Linked DNA regions of Mus musculus: region 2 is linked to region 1. A link is a contact called in public HiChIP or PLAC-seq data. All regions are on one chromosome and are shown on one strand. The core of a region is the stretch at or near the end of the contact, and the rest is flanking DNA. Distances in the headings are between cores, read along the strand shown.

What was found. HiChIP or PLAC-seq counts read pairs in DNA pulled down with a chosen protein or histone mark.
Region 2: a contact with region 1 is called in an H3K4me3 HiChIP or PLAC-seq map of bone marrow-derived macrophages, with 2.7 times the contacts expected there. The contact joins the enhancer-like site here to the promoter of Setx in region 1. A contact is called at or near these places in 3 of 39 promoter capture datasets (hippocampal neurons and liver) and 5 of 115 datasets of contacts at active chromatin or transcription factors (astrocytes, bone marrow-derived macrophages, embryonic forebrain and 1 more).

The regions. Positions count from the first base shown.
Region 1 is chr2:29,123,589-29,127,018 of GRCm38.p6, reverse strand. Setx (senataxin) reads right to left here and starts at 2,027. Exons shown (of 26, transcript NM_198033.2): 1 at 1,470-2,027; 2 at 1,056-1,167; 3 at 1-145. The coding sequence starts at 132.
Region 2 is chr2:29,696,206-29,699,790 of GRCm38.p6, reverse strand. It overlaps Rapgef1 (Rap guanine nucleotide exchange factor (GEF) 1), which reads right to left. Exons shown (of 26, transcript NM_001039087.1): 6 at 706-794; 7 at 1-105. Among named protein-coding and RNA genes, the nearest start is that of Gm13420, 54 kb to the left of the region's middle. Within about 2 kb of position 1,375, at least 27 of the 459 cell types and tissues checked have an H3K27ac peak or open chromatin away from gene starts, as enhancers often do. A contact at or near this core is called in bone marrow-derived macrophages, where this site is marked.

The DNA.
Region 1 (3,430 bases), core at 778-3,277:
CACACACTCTAAGCAGTAGCAGAGGTCTTCATCAGCTGTCTGAAATTCACTTGACCCAGTGCTAGATGCATAGCGCTTTAGGACATCAATGGTGGAAGACCCACCTGGAGTACACCAACAGCATGTGCTCATGCTGCACCTGTAGCTAAAAAGAACAAGGGACACTTACAGAAAATTTAACACTCAAGACTTACTCTTTACGACTTTCTACTTCATCTAGAAACTGCCTCCACAGCCAAAATACTCTGTTGGTCCATCTTAACTGATTAAACCCAAATCTGAAAGCAAGGCAGAGGTGAAGCACAGTAGCAGAGTAGGGGTCATGCAAAGGAGTTGAGGCTTGGTACCATGAAGAGAGCCTATGAGAGGCTATTGGTGAAGCCTAGCTACAGCGGAACAGTGTTTTGGAGATGCCAGTACCATGAGATGACCAGAAGAACAGCAGAAAAAGTGGAGTATAGGCATCTGGAGCCTAGAGGACAAGGTATGGGCTGGAGAGATGCCTCAGGGGTTAAAAGCACAGGATGCTCTTCCAGAGGTCCCAGGTTCAATTCCCGGTAACGACCAGTCCAGGAGATCTGACACCCTCACACAGACACATGCAGGCAAAACACCAATATGCATAAAAAGTAAATTATTAAAAAAATAAATATTTCACTAAGTGCTCCATTGAGAGTGCTGACACCAACTCCATCTCTAGAGCAGTAACCTCAGGATCACCTTGTCCCTCTCCTCTGCTGCATCTGAGTCTAGCACTCCTCCTTTCTTGAGTCTTCCTATTCTTTCATCATTTGCCCGAATTACTAAGTCTAATCTCTCTGCCTCACCTGACCTACCTCCAAAAATTCCTAACAAAATGCTGCCAGAGGTTACTGCACACATTAGACTTATTTTAAAAAAAAAATTAAAGATTTGTTTTATTTATATGAGTACAGTGTAGCTATCTTCAGACACACCAGAAGAGGGCATGTCAAGGTATGGATCTATGCCACATTTTTAACTCTAGTACTTATCAAATAACTAAAAAAGAAGTTATTGTTTAATAAGACAATTACCTTGACCAAGGTCCTACAGAGAAGTGATGCTCTTTGTGATTGCTGGGCTTATCTGTGAGATGTGGCTCTGCATTCAGACAGATTCACACTTTGGCCCCCAAAAAGAACATTTCTGAAATTAAAATAAAAACTGATAAAATGTCCCTTACATTATGCATCTCACCTGGGCCTTGTGTCATCTAATGAGTTACCTAGGTCAGGTTAGATCCACACACTACTGGGGGGAACGGCTTAACACTGATCCCCCCCCCCAACTTCCCTAGGGACTGTTCTCCTCCAGGGGCCAAATAGGCACTTGATCACATCCGCTGTGGGCGTACGGGAGGCTGTCCACACCGCAACGCCTGGTACGGCGGGGAGGGCGTCCGGGTGCCCATGCGGAAGCGACGCCAGGACAGAGGGTCGGATCCTTACCCGGGAGGCCTCCCTCGCCCCGAAGCTAAGGGTCCTCGCTGTACATCGTTGCCCAGGGCCGGCGGTGCTGATGCCAGAACAGCAGAGATCCGGGGGCGGGCCTCGCTTGCAGGAAACACCAAGCGCTGCCCGCCCTTGGTAGCAGCGGCAAGCCGCCGCTCTCACCAAACGCAGCTCTCCAGAAGGGTCACAGCAGGCGCCCGCTCCCGCAGGCCGCGCGCAAGTTCCCAACGGCAGTAAGCCGCGCGCCCCTCACCGCGCACGCGCTCTCCTCTCCTGCTCGTTCGCCCGCTCGCGGCTTGTCCGCGGCGCGTCTCACCCCGGCTAGGCCCGGCTGCAGCGCGCTAACCCACCTCCATGCCCCCCGCTAGAACAGCAGACGGAAGGGCAAGGCGACGCCCAACGCCCAACCCGCCGCTGCCGCGAGAGCGGACCCCGCCCTCAGCCCGCCCCCGCCAGAGCCGGCTTGTTGTGGTACACCAAGGGGGCGGACCATGGGGGCGGACGGGAGGTGGAAAGTGCAGCAGCGGGGAACAACCGGCCTGACCGCTGAGTGGCGTCACTTCCGGAACGAGGGGGGTAAGTCCGACCAATCAAGGACTCCCGTCCAAAGGAGCGGTAAATTAGCCGAGGAGCCTGTCCCCGCCCCTTTCCTCGTCCCGCCCCCTTTCTCACCCCGCCCCTTCCCCGACCCTCTTCGGGGAGATGCTTACCTGCTGGTTCCCTTTGGGCTCTTCCGCTCCCCAACGTCCGCGACGTCTGTCACGTTTCCGTCCGAAACCTAAACAATAAAATGTGTGCGTGATTCTGCAAGGGCGCCCCAAGTCGAGGGCTCTGCCCGTTTCCGACCCAGAACAGGCTCCGATAATGGAACACAGTCATGTCAGATTTCCCAAAGGACAGTTGGGTGGCCCAAAACCTCTCCTCCTCAAAAACGGAATTTAGGAAAAAAACAAATCACTTTACAAGCCCGGCAGCCTGTGGTCCCTGTACTCAGAAGGCTTAAAGCCAGCGCATCCAGGCCCAAAGGCCAGCCTCGTACAGAAAGCGATTTCGAGGCCTACATTACATTCACCAAAATTTTAAAATTAAAATAATTCTTTTTTTTAAAAAGGAAAGGGTGTGATGAGGTTTCAACTCCAGACCTGGAGGTCAGCGATTTGGAGGCCTAAATTAACCAAAAATTAAAAGTTAACATTCTTTCTTTTTCTTTTTTTTTTTTTCCTTTTTTTTTTTTTTTTAAAGGAAAGTGTGCAAGAAAGTAACTCAGGAGCACTCACCTGTCACACTGTAACACTGGGTTCCATTGCCAACGCCACAGAAAAGAACAAGGCTCTTAGAGGTGGCAGGTGGGTCAGAGACCTTCCTACCCTGGAGAACCTTAACGCAGAATGAGAAGCCAGCGCCTGAAGCACGAGGGTAAAGCTCTAAGGAACGTTCCAGAAAAGGGGGTGTGGTTTATAAGGCAGCAGATGACCGTTAGAGGGGCTTTAGCCAATCAGGAAGCGGCAGTTGAAGCTGACCGTTATTTTCTCCCCCCCCCCTTTTTTTTCATTTCGTCAAAGGTTTCTATCAAAATCAAAGTTGCAGAAAGTGGTTTCAAACTAGAAGCACTATATGTATGCATGGTTTTTAAAGTAACACATTTATGATAGTTTTTTTTTAAACAAGACTCTTGATAGCTAACTGAAATTTTCAGAAATGAGGGGAAATGATAGAAACTACCCGCAGTTCCTTGTCCCTGATGATACAGATCCTGGCAGAATTCGTAACCCAGATTTCAGACTTCAGCAATATACCATGCTTTATTCGTGAAAGGACATAAATGCTAAGTTACTCTTGAGTGTAAGAAACACAAGTCTGACGCTGGAGCGAGAGCTCAGCAGTTAGGAACACTTACTGATCTTCCAGAGGACCCAGAGTTAATTTTCTAGCGCCACATTGCAGTTCACATCTGTCTG
Region 2 (3,585 bases), core at 126-2,625, 570 kb before region 1:
ACCTCTTCACTGGTGGAGTCTGGGAGCAGTTCAGCAGATGGTGACACACTTGTCGTCTTGTTCAGAATCTCCATTTCTCGGTCTGTCAGAGGGAGCTCAGGCTGGCTAGAGAAATGGAAAGAACTAGGGATCACGCGTAGTCAGAGTGGATGTGGCTCCTGGGGGATGGGGGTGGGGCTAAGGGAATGATGGGGCTGAGGAGGAGCCCCATGCACAGTCTTGGGGTTCCCATGGCGTTTCATCACTGACCAGCTACCAGGATGCTCTAAAATGTGATACATATTTAACACGGGCCAGTCCTTGAAATTAATGCAAAATAGTAAGGCTGTCCACAAGGCCATCCCTCAGTTTACTGAGGAACACTGGGCTGGCCTCCTGTTAGCTGAACTACTGAAAAATCCAAGTCTCCCCCAACCTCTCAGCCAAGCCCTTGGGAGTTTATGGTGCAGTGATGTTGCCTGGGGCAGAACCTAACTGGGGTGGGAGTGGGGTCTGAGACCCACCTCCTTCCATACACTCTTGTCCAGATGAGCTTGTCAAGTGCAAGACAGCACTCTGAAGCTTAGTGAAATACACTCACCAGAACTTACCACTGCAAAGGGGGCCAGGGCTGCCCACAGCCTCTCATGCTCTCACTGTTTGCCTGGCTCCCTCTTGTCAAGTGTGGGCTCAGTGCCACTGGAACCAGAGTCTGCTTAGACTTACCCATCAGGCTTGCTGGCTGGGGAACTGGGCTTCACTGGGCTTGTTGGCGATGGCCGCCCCTGCTTCTCAATGGTTAGCCTCACTAGCTCCTGTGAGGGAGAAGGGGGAGGGGATGACACCACTGTACCTTTAGCAAGAGGCAGGGCTTCTAAGACCCACATTTGTGTCCACACATTTCCTACGCGGGGTAATCTGCACAACCCCTAACATGCCTCTTTCACTCTAAAAATACCATAGCAGCATACTGCAAAGTTTCAACTGCATCATGTACTTCCTTTTGAAAGGGGAAATGGCAAGTCCGGGTGTTTAGATGAACAGACCATTACAGACTTGTATTCCTGTGCAGTCTGGGGAGGGTGGCAGGCGGTTTTGGCTCCTTAAAGCTGTCATGTTATGCACAATGGTGCACTTAGCCACTTGGCTTCTGGCTTTTAGTGTTTTCCCAAAGTGCACTGGCTTAGTCAATGCAGGAACTGGAGCCCCAGTGGACTGGCTGGCTGGGAGCCTTGTCAATGGACTTAGAGTGAAGGTTATGTGACCTTCTAAAAGCAGAGAAATGGCTTTGAAAGAAAATAAAAAATGGTACTCTGAAAATAGTAGAGAAGAGGGAAGATAAGGGGTGTGGTGTTTCAGCTGGGACACATTTTATCCTGTTCCATGACTTTTTTTTTTTTTTTTTTTTTTTTTCAACAGGGTCTCTCTGTGTAGAAGTGCTGAGGTTAAAGGCATGCACTACCACTCCAGACCACTTTAATGATTTTTCCCAGGTGAACGCTATGCTCCACAGTGTGAACACCACTTGGGGTGGGAAGCCCACCCTCACCTGTTCTTCCCTTCTGCTATCCCAGCACTCTGTACTTTCTGCCTAGATTGCTGTGGGCCCCCAGGATGGCCATACATGGGCCTTGCAGTGTGTACACTTGAAGGGCTGTGCATTATGGTGGCTGTCCCATGGATGCCATAGAAATGGACCTCCTGTGTGTGCGACACTTATAGCTGTATGCTCACATGACAGGTGGAGATCAGAGGTTGGCCTTGGGAGCCCTCACTTTCTTTTTTGGGACAGAGTCTCTTACTAGCACCTGGAGATCACTGAGTACACTGAGTGAGGCTAACTGGCCAGAGTGCTCTAGGGATCTATCCATCTGTCTCTTGATTCCCTAGTGCTGGGATTACAATTATGGCCACGATACCTGGCTTTCTCTGTGCATTGTAGGAATCGAACTCTGGTCATGATTATGTGAGATGTGCTTTACAGAATGAGCCATCACTCCAGCTTCACCTTTCAAAATTGTAGAGGTAGAATTCACATACCATGAAATTCAGCTACTCTAAGTGTGAGTGAGCACATGTGCGGTCCTTAACACAACCAACTTTAGGACAGAAATTCTGAACCTGCACAGTCCCCCGACTCTCTGGCTGCCCATGGCAAAGACCACTCTCTTTCTGGCCATCCCCACCTGCCTCAGGGAGTCCAGGTAGGCTCTTTTTCACTGCTGACCAGTGTTCTGGTATATTGCTGCACACAATCTCCTCACTGCTCTCTGCTGCTGGTGATGGTCTGTGTGCACGAGGGAAGAGCACACAGTACCTCTGAGAATGCAGAGCTGGGTAACCTAACCACATCTCCCTGACCAGGGGCAAAGAACTAGCATTTCCCAAAGCAGCTTCTTTTGACAACATAAAAACTACGAAAAAAGATAAACATACACAAAGAAATATTAACGAGGAGTTTTGCAGATGCAAAGGGTGTTATGATCATGAGAGCTTCTCAAGTTTGATGGCAACAAAATAAAACTTGCAGACACGCGGTAGGGTGGGGCAGGACAGGATCAGTAAGAATGAGTGTCACTCTGGGCAGCAGGCATGCATCAAAAGCCTTAAGTATCTGTTAGGAGGATTCTGTCTGAGGAAAATGCCATGGATATATGTAAAAGCTCAGTTGTGAGGATGTCACCACAGGTAAAATGAGACTGTTCATAGCACCATTAAACACTTTGAGTACCAAGTATGCAGATGTGACAGATCCATCAAAGGGCCACTCTGAAGTCAGTAAGAATAAAGTCACAGCAGGAACACAGGCCATAGTAACATCATGGAAAGATGGTGGAATACCAGGCATACTAGGTGCAGAAAAGCCCTACCTGCTTTGATGGGGTACACTGTAAATTTTGGAAACAAGATCAAAACCCCTTTTGTGTGTGTGTGTGTGTTTTTAATGTAATTTATGTATTTAATTGTATCTTCTACATTTTTGAAAATGGACACAAATTAATTCTAAGAAAACTGCCACCCCCAAGTCATGAGAGGGATGTCCATGGAACCAGATCCAGGCTCACCCCGTTCTGCTCTTGGAGTCATGTGGAAGTAAGATCCTGGGGAGGCTGAGGCTAGCCCCAGGAAGGGGCCTTCGACTTGCTTCACAGTCCAGAGCACAAGTGTCAGAGGGAGGCAAGGGAAGCAGCTGGAGGCAGCCGCTCCCACACTCGCTACCTGGAGGAGTGCACAGGAGTGGCAAAGGCAGGTCCCTTGAAAGCCTTGGCTGGGATCAAAGTGTCAGACCCAAGTGACTCAGAAGCCTTCAATTCTCAATCTTTCTGCCTCAGCATCATGAGTGCCTCCACGTTAAGCCAATCGTACTCCAGCAAGCAGGATAAGGGAATGCAGAGAAGTCTGCACATTTGTATCTGCTGACACAGCACAAATTCCAGTTCCTCCTGACGTGGGAGCAGGCAGGGATGCTGTCCTGGAATGGCAGCTGTGACCTCAGCTAATGAACAATGGACAGCTATAGGATCCTGGGATGACAAGCACACACTTGCAATTGTGCCCTGACATTCCAGGACCACATCATGACAGTGGAGCTGGGAGAGGGGATGG